Linked DNA regions of Ovis aries: region 1 is linked to region 2. A link is a contact called in public Hi-C data. All regions are on one chromosome and are shown on one strand. The core of a region is the stretch at or near the end of the contact, and the rest is flanking DNA. Distances in the headings are between cores, read along the strand shown. Region 1 overlaps LOC121819515 (putative HTLV-1-related endogenous sequence). Region 2 overlaps HIPK2 (homeodomain interacting protein kinase 2).

Region 1 (5,375 bases), core at 2,252-4,751, 180 kb before region 2:
GAAACCTATTGCTTCTGCCGACCAAGTCTCTCCCATTTCGGGCCACTGCTCCCTTTAGCCATTCATTCTTTCAATCATTCCACTTCATCTCACTTGTTCAATAAATGTATCGGCCTCTACTCCATGCTAGCTACTGTTCTAGGCAACAGGAATCCACTGGGGCAGCAAACGGGTGAAGCTTCTGATCTCAGAGAGCTTGTATCTAGGGTGGTCTAGCTTGTACCCTGGTGGTCTAGTGGTTAAGAATCTGCCTTCCAGTGCAGAGGATGTGGGTTCGATCCCTAGTCAGGGAACTAAGATTCCACATGCATCAGGGCAACTAAACCCACATGGCACGAAGAAGACCCAGTACAGTCAATATGAAAAAAGAGAATGAAAGTGCTTGTATAATACCTAGACCGAGACCCAAATCGCGGCACTGCGGTCCCCGCCTCCTAACAGCCTCCCTGTTTCTCATCCATTCATCAACATTTATTTGCTGGGTTTGTGCTCGGTACCTGGGACAACACTGGCACACTGGCCTGGGAAACACTGAGTGAGGGAAACATGAGATTGGATGGTGGAGAAGGAAAAGTGAGCGTCAGAACACCCAAGACCTGGTTTGTGGTGTGTAAAATGTACTCTTTCCTTCCCAGAGAAAAGGGGAACCACTGAAGAAAGGCCTGTAAGCAGGAGAGTAATGTGATTCTACGTAGGTCAACAGTTCCTCCTCTGGCTTCATTATTAAAACGAGTACTGAGCTCATCAGATTATAGTCTAACCTCTGCATGTCAACATCGCTCAAGTCCCCAGTCACACAGTGGGGATGCTGAAGCAGTGCCACTGTCCAGACCTTGACTGTATCATCACTGGAAGTTGTTGACTACAAGCTGCTCTTTTTAAAAAATATGTATTTATTTGGCTGAGCCGAGTCTTAGTTGTGGCTTGTGGGATCTAGTTCCCCCACCAGGGATTGAACCGAGTCCCCCTGCATTGGGAGCATAGAGTCTCAGCCACAGGACCACCAGGAAAGTCACAAGCTACTCTTGATATTGCTAATCACACATCCTGGTGGGTTAGTCACTAAGTCGTGTTGAACTCTTGTGACCCCATGGACTGTCACCTACCAGGCTCCTCTGTTCATGGGATTTGCTAGGCAGGAATGGTATGGCCCATCCCGTTTCCTTCACATCTCAGCCTGTCAATGTACGTCACCCACGATCTCAGCTTGTTAGAGGCTCATACTTCCTAAACTGTCGTTGAATCTCTCTTGGCACTTCTCATGGCGGAGTGTGGTCACGTGTGGACAATCGAGCATCCTTCTGCTTGCGAATGGAAGGTCGGCAGACAGCTTGACTGCCTTAAAGCAAGTCTTGGAGGTTTCTAGCAAGTGAATGTCTGGAACAGCCATTTTTCACCTCTTAGCCACAGAAGGTAAAGCAGGCATAGTGGAGACACACCCAGAAAGTAGAATCCAGCGTGTACAGAGTTTGATAGCAGATCTCAATGCTATTCCAGGCAACGAGTTGGCACCACCAACTCCCGGCATAGAGGAAAGAGGGCACTACGACATAGGCCCCCAAATGAGGAGTCCCCCAAACAGAAGATAATTAGAAATTTCAGCAGGAGCTGCCTTCAAGGAAATACGCCCATCAGCAGATAGTAGGACCCCCCCCCCAGACCCCAGAACAGCAATATAGAAAGAAGAATTGGTTCCTGGAGGGGAGGAATGGATAGAATAAGTATTGAATGAGGAGATCTCATGGAGAAGGACATGGCAACCCCCTCCAGTACTCTTGCCTGGGAAACTCCATGGGTGGAGGAGCCTGGTAGGCTACAGTCCATGGGGTCACAAACAGTTGGACTCGACTGAGCGACTTCACTTTCTTTCTATAGTTCCTTTTGGAGAAGGAAATGGCAGCCCACTCCTGTGTTCTTACCTGGAGAATCCCATGGACGGAGGGGCCTGGTGGGCTACAGTCTCTGGGGTTGTAGAGAGTCAGACACGACTGAGCAACTAACACACACACAGACACAAGGAGATCTCAAGGGCTTGACCTGTGGAAGTCTACTTCTTGCTCACCTTGAGCAATCTGAAAGTGGGCATTTGGTAGCCAGCCTTCCAGGCAGGGACTCTGGAATGCAGGCTCTTCTGATCTTGTGACCCTACCCCACCCCCACCTACTAACCCTCAGATGCTGGATCATCTACAACCAGCTGACAGATGGGAAAAAGGAAAAAGATGGGAGGAAGGTCTTCACAGGTCAGACTCCGAAGTGGCACAGACACACCCATCTTTATTTCCTTGGACAGAATTCAGACATGGGACATACTTGCCTGTGAAAAAGGCTGAGAAACGCAGCGGACCTTGGAAGAGAAAGAAACAAGGCTGGCAGACACACAGCATTCCTGCCACAGATAGATCCCATCCGGGCATGCTCTCCACCCAACAACCCCTACGTAGGAAACAGGCTGCCAGAACAGGGTGAGAAATGGTAACTGAGGCCCCCCTAAAAGCGAAGGGCCTCCCTGGTGGCTCAGATGGTAAAGAATCTGTCTGGGATGCAGGAGATGTGAGTTCAGTCCCTGGGTTGGGAAGATCCCCTGGAGAAGAGGATGGCAACCTACTCCAGTATCCTTGCCTGGAGAATCCCATGGACAGAGGAGCCTGACAGGCTATAGTGTAGTCCATGGGGTCTCAAGAGTTGGGCACAACTTAGAGACTAACACTCACACTGAGTCAAAGCTTGTAGTCAGTTCAGGGTTCAGAGAGAAAGTGGGTCTGGCCTCCACAGTGATGGAGTGCTGACATCTGACCAAGTTTATGCAGTCCAGGAGACTGAGCCTACCACCCAAGCCCCAGCTGCTAGCTAGGTTTCTGTGCTAATTCACTGCCGGGAGCCTGCCTGCAGCTCCATGAGGCCACTGATGCCATCCCCCTACATGTGATGCTCATCTAGACCCAACTAGACAAGACTAATCTGCCCAACTCGACCCTCCCAGACTCTAGTGCTGCTTGAGTCAAGCCTCAGTTCTCCACGCCCCAGTGGACGCTGTGAATCAAAACCATTTGGTCTGCCTGAAGAAGTCAACCTTGTACCTTGAACTCTTTGTCCAGTTCCTGCCTGTACTGGTCCCAACTACACTGGTCTGTGTACTGAAGTCCCAGCCAGCCTTGTACCTGTGCCCAGCTGAGTCACGGCAAGCCCTGTGTCATCTTATATCCTCACCCTCCTCTAACAGGCCAAACTCCTTCCTGTGCATTTTCAAGACACTTGGGCTGGACTCCACCTCATCAAGGAAGTCCTCCAGGACTACCCATGATGATGAGTTCCCTGTCCTACCACAGGTCCCCAAGCTTTCTCCACTGAAGTTGCCTGACTAATTGCATGTCTACCCTGTAGATGTAAATGTTTGGGGAACAGAGACCTTTTCTGATTCAACGGTGTATTCTCAGAGGCCAGGAGAAAGCCTGTCTGTCACTCAATAGGTACTCACGGAATGTTTGTCGAATGAATGAATGCACTTCTGCCTGTGTTTCAGGTAGCAACCACCAGATGGCGATAGTGCTCTTTGGGTCATGAAGATAGGCGGTCACGTTCTTTCTGCAGGAACACTGAAATCAACTGAGATTTGCTCCCATAATCCAAGTACTTGATTAATTTTCTACAAAATATATTGCTTGTTGGAAAACAGCCACAAAACCGTTTCTCAAGCTAGACTTTCCAAGAAAGATATAACAAAAGAAAGGAAGAGGTACAGAGAAAGCACCATGGAGTGAGTCCCTTTCCACTCAAGTGAGTACCATTCTCCACTTGATCTAAGTGTGGGACTGTTTATCAAAGAGCGTCCACCTGGACTCCTAAGTACTTCAAGTTTCTGCAGCTGTACCACCGAGACACTCTCGTGGCTGCCTGTACCTGTCCCGGGTTCACTGGCTCTAATTTGACTAGCTTATCTTATCAGGGTTTACCAGTAGACCAGTTTGGCTGGATCAGAGGGTTCATGAAGAAGGCTAGGAGATAACATGGGAGCAGTCAGGGGTGGCTGGCAGGAAGAGACCTCTGGATACCAGGATGAACATGAACTTTACCCCACAGGCAAGAGTTACTGGCAGAGATTCCTGTGTTGTGCATGTATGTGAAGGCGGGCATGCACATGTGTGTGCCTGTGTGAAAGGGCAGTGGAATGGGGAGAGAGGGACAGGTATCAGATGGTGTTGAGAAGGATGGTGGTGGTGGGCGGATTCAGGAGATGCTCCATAAGTAGAACCCCTGGAGGATTTGATGACGGATTGGGAAGAAGAAAGTGAAGAGAGCCTGGGATGGAACCCCACCATGCGACTAAACCCTGACTTTGTACAACTTAGCATTAAGGCATGCCTTCCCCAGGACACTTCCACCTGCTGGATAATTTGTCTTGTCTAGCAAGTTCCCGGGTGATCAGCACCCCTCAACTCAGTTATTCCGTGCTGCCCCCCTCCACAGCAGCCCTGTGGGACACACACCAAGGTCCCCAGCCTGGATGAGAGAGACAGGGGTGGTGGTTCTAGAGAGATGAGGAAGATAGAGGGAGAGCCATTTTTGAGTGCAGGAGCATCCCCAGGTGTCTATGTCAATAGCACAGTGCTTTTCAAACAATATGGGACATCAGATACACATGGGAGGGATTTTAAAACACAGACTTCTGGGCACCCCCCACCCCACCCCCTTCAGTTTCTGATTCTGTAGGGCTGGGGCCTGAGAATCTGCATGTCTATCAAATTCCCAGGTGACTCTGATGCTGGAGGTCTGGCCTGCCCCTAGAGAACAGAGCTTCCTTCTGGCCCCTGAAAGTGAAAGTCAATCAGTCGTGTCTGACTCTGCCACCCCATGGGCTATACAATCCATGGAATTCTCCAGGCCAGAATACTGAAGGTATTCAGTAGCCTTTCCCTTCTCCAGGAGATCTTCCCAAGCCAGGGGATCGAACCTGGGTCTCCCAAATTGTAGGCAGACACTTTACTCAAACCACCAGAATCTGATCTGGCTGAAAAGACTCTCTCAGAGGGATTTCCTCCACCTACACAGTGGCTTCGAAGACAGCACCTCTGGGTACTGAATCTCTGAGGATGCTGCTGGGTTTGAGCCGCAGTGCATCAGCAATTCTTTGATTTCTGTTTATGAGTTACCCCCTATTTTGTTTCTCAAGCCCTCCTCTTTGCCTCAGGAAAGATCTCAGCTTCCCCTCTTCCCCTGACAGTTGTACTCAACTGGCCAGAATTCTCTAGTCCTCCCTAATGATCAACATGAACTATTTCAAACTAGGTTGTTTCACAATAGGCACTTGTCACTTTGCTTTTCTAGCTCTTGTTCCCAGTATCTATTTGGCATTTCCTGTAGGTGGATCCTGCCTGC
Region 2 (5,337 bases), core at 2,567-5,066:
TGAGTCAGTTCTTCGCATCAGGTTGGTCAAAGGATTGGAGCTTCAGCTTCAGCATCAGTCCTTCGGGTGGTCAGTTAATATTTATTGGACCGATCTGGTGGTTCATGTCTGAATGTTCACCATGCAGTCCACCAGCACCGAGAGCAAGGTGTGTTTGAGTGAGGAAGGGGTGGGGGAGGCCAGGCTTTCTCAGAAATGTGACCAACATGTCATGTGTGCAGACAAGAGGACACGGCCTTTGAATGGGGGAGAGTTTCAGAGTAAATTGGAAAAGGTTGAAACCAAAGGCAGGAGACCAGTAGGGGTTTACAAGAGAGAGCTGGACCACAGAGGGCTCCAGCAAACCCACAGTGTGGAGCTGAGTGGAGGATGGCTTCTAGAGGAAGTGGGAAGAGATGGGCCTTATCAGCCCTGCCCATTCACATGCACAGAAGTCGGCTTTTCCCCGGGTGAAAGGCTCACTCCTGGGCTCCCGTTCTTCATGAAGATTCGCCCCTTCTACCCTCCTTTGTTTGCAAGCCTTAGAACTTTCCATCTGAGTCACATATTTTAGCACTTTTCTTATATTTAATAAAGGTTTATTCAATCTACAAATCCTTACTGATTGGCTCCTAAATGCCAGACCCTGTGCTGCCCTCACGGACGTAGCAGAGGAGACAGACGGTGAGGAGGTTATTGGGAAAGTGCTGTAAAGTGACATTTATGGCACCGGAGATGGAGACTGACTGGGGTCGAGGGACGCCTGTTGGCGGCAGTGACAATTAAGCGGAGGTTTGAAGGATGAGCAAGAAGGAAGCCGCCACCTGAGAACCAGCGGAGAAGGCATTTGACGCCAAAGCAACAGCTCCTCCGGAAGGCTCAGGAAACTGGTTAGGCTGGGGCTCACTGAGCTGGGAGAGTGGATGGGTGACAGTGCTGGGCGGGTGGGGCCCAGCCAGGGGAGGGACTGAGATTTCCTTCTCAGGGAGGCAGGGAGCCTGGGAAGGACTTCGAGCTGAGGGCCTGTGACCTGTTGAGCTGGTAGAGAGTGGACTGGAGGAAGCAGTGATGGAGTGGAAAGACAGGAAGGCCCGGGGGAGGTGGTCAGGGCCAGGGCGGTGGCAGCAGAAGCGGAGAATCCGGGGCCAGTTGAGCTGCTTCGGAGCTGCCGTTATTGAATGGCAAGGACGCAGAGGGAGAGAGAGGAATCCGAGATCAATCCCAGGTTTCCAGCATGAGTAATGGGGCGGGGTGGGGAGGTGGGGGTGCGAGAGAAATTCCATTTAGTGAAACAGAGGACAGAGGGAGGAATTATTTGGGGTGGGAAGGTGTAGAGGAGCAGAGTTCCCTTTTAAAGACAAGTTGAGGTGATTGAGAGAGATTCCAACAGAGATGTCAGGCCATCAGAAACATAAAGCTGGAGCCAAGAAAAGTCCAAGATGGAGACAGACTTTGGGAAATACACAAAATGGGATTTAAACCGCTAAGAATGGCCACAGTGACCGTCACAGTTTCCCAGCGTGCAGAGACGAGTACCACAAAACACATGACTCAGAATAACAGAGCCTTGTTCTCTCACAGTTTTGGAAGCTAGAAGTCCAAAATCAAGGTGTCAGCAGGGCCGTGCTCCCTCTGAAGCCTCCAGGGAGGGGCCTTCTTGCCCCTTCTATCTTCTGCAGACTCCTTGGCTTGTGACAGCATCACTCCAGTCTCTGCCTCCGTCTTCACATGGCCGTCTTCCCTCTGCGTCTGTGTCCAAATGTCCCCCTTCTTCCAAGGACACTGGTCATGCTGGATTGGATGAAGGATGCACCCTGCTCCAGGACGAGGTCATCGTAACTGACATCCGTAGTCACCCCATTACCAAAGAAGGGCCCACATTGAGCTACCGAAGATTAGGACTTCAGCATGAGTTTGGGACACAGTTCAACCCCATAAGAATTACCTAGAAAAACAACGAAATGAGAGAAGAGAAGGGGTCCTGGGGCTTTGCCATGGGCAGCGCTTAGACAGAGGAGGACAAGCCATGAGCCGCAGAGCAGAGCAAATGCAGGAGCACGCAGTGTCGTGCGAACCAAGATTGCCTGTTTCCAGACTGGGTGGAACGACCAGCCGTGTGGAAGGAACACGGCTCTCAGGCTCCAGAGCTGAGAACCTGACCAGTGGGCGCAGCGTGGCCCCTGCTGGCCTCGGCGAGCTCCACGCTTGAATGGAGCGGAGGGGCAAGTCCAGTGAGAGGAGGGAGGGAAGATGCGAGAGACGGAGCATGGGAAGATGCCAGACATGGCTCTTCAGAGACTTGGCTTTTGGACGGAGAACAGAAAACTAGGGCAGCAGCTGCAGGGGCTGAAGGGATTGGGAGAGGTTTGGTTTTGGCGTGTTTTGTTCTTGTGTTCTGTTTTATTGTTAGATGGGAGACACTAGAGCGAGAGTGTGCACTTGGATTAGGTCTGTGTGTGTGTGCGCGCGCGCGCGTGTGTGTGTGTGTGTGTGTGTGTGTGTGTGTGTGTGTGTGTATGTTTTTGTGCTCAGCTTCAGTTGTCCCCTGTGCTTTGGTGTCGCCTCCCCAGCAGCCCGTGGGGGACAGGGCTGCACCTTCTGTTTCTTTTGTCTCCCAGCTGCCCTGCCTGATGCCCGCACATTTGCTCACTAGATCACAGCAAAAGAAATCCTCTGCCGTACATATCGCGATGCCAGGAATTGCTGTCATTCCGTTTTCTGATGGACTAAACAATTTTTTTTAACATTTACTTACGATTTATCTGGCTGTGCCTGATCTTAGTTGAGGCATGAGAACTCTTAGTTGCAGCATATGGGATATTACTTCCTCAACCAGGGATCGAACCTGAGCCCCCTGTATAAGGACCTCGGTGTCTTAACCACTGGGCCACCAGGGAAGTCCCCAACTAAATGGTTTTCACAGGTCCCATTCCTGTAGCGTGAGTCTGCTGTTTCTTGCCCAAGAACATCACTGGCATGCCCTTTGCATGACAGTCTTACCTGTTGGATTCTGCTGGGCAGATCATCAGGGAACAGAATCTGGGAAATGGGTTTCCAGGGGTTCCCAGTGGTCTGCTTAAGGGCATGAAAAAGTGAAAGTGAAAGTTAGTCGCAAGAGTGTCCCACTCTTTGCGATCCCATGGCTCCTCTGTCCTTGGAATTCTCCAGGCAAGAGTGCTGGGGCATGAGGGCCAGTTAATTAACCTGATAGGAAGGACAGCCTCATGGTCAAGTCCAGAGATGGCCACATGGAACCAGAGCAGCCTGTTCCTAAGAGCCGACCTGGAGACTGGAGTGTCCAGGCTACAACGGGCAAAGGGACAGGTCACAAGAATGGGAGACAGGTGCCAAGATGCCTGATTCTGAGCCAGCAGCAGCTGCCACAAGAGGGGCTTCTCAGGACCAGAGCAGGTACCTCCCCAAGGAGAGGCCAGAGTCTCCACGTGAGAGGAGGCAGGTAGACACGTCTGACTCTCGAACAGAGAGGACAGAAAGCAAAGCAGGTTCTGCCACATGTGTGACAAGAGCATGTTATTTTCACTATCATGTTCTTTTGAGACACTCCCTTCTTTTCAAAAAGATGTGGTTTTTTTTTTTTTTTTTAAACCGAAACCACCGCGGAAGAGATGGCATTGCTGGAAGCAACCTGCGGTAGTCTCTTCAGTTCCACGTAATGATCTGTGGCTCTGGAAGCCCTGGTGTTTGGGTGCACCGCTGGACACAGTGACCTAGGCCAGGTCCAAGGTCCCATGACCCGGGACAGTCCAGCACTGATGCCTCCCCAGCCTCACCAGGGCATCTGTGCCGGAGGGCAAGAGCCATCCCCCACGTCCACGTGAACTGTCAGCAACTAGGCTGGGAGGAGACAAAGACCAAGGACAGAGCGAAGTGTCAGGCACAACACTGGAGCTGAAGACACCCAGCAGCGAGGGGGCAGGGACATCTCGCTCCCCGGCCCTCCGCAGCAGTCCCCTCCTTCCAAGCCCACGGAGACCCAACCTTGGCCTTGCCGCCCAGACCACAGTCTCAGCGCCCTAGAAGCACCAACAGTAGTGCTGCCTCTCCAGCTCCAAGGAAGGGAAGAGACTCCTTTTTACAGCTGAAAAATCAAAAGACTTGATAGCAAGACCTTTTGGTTCTTACTTGTTTTTTCAGAACCGTTATGTAGAGAAAGAAAAAAAAAAAACCCAGCAATGAGAGCCAGTTTAAAGGAGCAGGCAGGGAGATGCTTTGTGCAGGGAAAATTCAGCTCGAAGCTCCAACAAGTGGAGGTGCTCCTGGCACCCCTCCCTCCCTCCTCTCCTGCTGGCTGGGCAGAGATAACCCCGATAGAGAAAAGTCTCCCAGCTCCCAGGCTCCCTCTCCAGGCTGCTAAAAAGGTGGAGTTGCATCTTCCGGGATCACGCCATCAAGGGGACCGTTGATAGAGAAAACAGAAGTTGGGCCCGTGCATCAGCAGAATGCCTTAAGCCACGTTTAAAAAAAAAAATCATAAACTGAGTTCATATCTCATGCTCTGAGCATGGTTTTCTCCAAAATGTGAACCTAGCAATCATGACCAATTCCTAGAAAAGCAGAGCTACTCTTGTGGTCTTTGGTTTTGATTACCAAGTATATGTGAAATTTTCTCTTTGAGTTTAGGTGATTTCCTTCAGAAGTTCCAGCAGGTAACCAGGTTTATCATGTGAAGGAATATATTTTCTGAAGTTAGGAAAGGGTTTATAATGGAATTCTGATTTACACCTGAACTACAGATCATGAACCAGGTACTATAATTGTCATAGGAGAGAATTCTTTAGAAGGTAATGGAAAAAAAAAAACAAAACTAGTGTTTCCTTGGAAAAGTATGATACAAACTCCTAAAAAGGGATTGTTGGTATAAACAGATACTGGATTTAATCCCATTCTGCGGGGAGGCAACTTGTTTTATATATGACTGAAAATAGAATACCTGTACTTCAGAATTCCTTTGTAAAAACTAAGCATCCTTGGGACTTCCCTGGTGACCCAGTGGTTAAGACTTGGAGCTTCCACTGAATGTTCAGGGAGCAGGTTTGATCCCTGGTCAGGAAACTAAGTGGAGAAGGCCATGGCAACCCACTCCAGTACTCTTGCCTGGAAAATCTCATGGATGGAGGAGACTGGTAGGCTGCAGGCCATGGGGTTGCTAAGAGTTGGACACAACTGAGCGTCTTCACTTTCCCTTTTCACTTTCATGCATTGGAGAAGGAAATGACAACCCACTCCAGTGTTCTTGCCTGGAGAATCCCAGGGACGGTGGAGCCTGGTGGGCTGCCGTCTATGGGGTCGCACAGAGTCAGACACGACTGAAGTGACTTAGCAGCTTAGCAGCAGGAA

The links. Hi-C and Micro-C count contacts between places; a contact is called where the count stands out from the background.
Region 1: a contact with region 2 is called in a Hi-C map of liver, with 5 times the contacts expected there. The contact joins two enhancer-like sites. A contact is called at or near these places in 8 of 16 Hi-C or Micro-C datasets (blood, liver, mesenteric adipose tissue and 4 more).

The regions. Positions count from the first base shown.
Region 1 is chr4:104,716,722-104,722,096 of ARS-UI_Ramb_v3.0, reverse strand. The region is part of intron 1 of LOC121819515 (putative HTLV-1-related endogenous sequence); the gene reads left to right. Among named protein-coding and RNA genes, the nearest start is that of TBXAS1, 11 kb to the left of the region's middle. Within about 2 kb of position 3,501, at least 12 of the 54 cell types and tissues checked have an H3K27ac peak or open chromatin away from gene starts, as enhancers often do. A contact at or near this core is called in liver, where this site is marked.
Region 2 is chr4:104,541,015-104,546,351 of ARS-UI_Ramb_v3.0, reverse strand. All of the region lies in intron 2 of HIPK2 (homeodomain interacting protein kinase 2), which reads left to right. Among named protein-coding and RNA genes, the nearest start is that of CLEC2L, 100 kb to the right of the region's middle. Within about 2 kb of position 3,816, at least 19 of the 54 cell types and tissues checked have an H3K27ac peak or open chromatin away from gene starts, as enhancers often do. A contact at or near this core is called in liver, where this site is marked.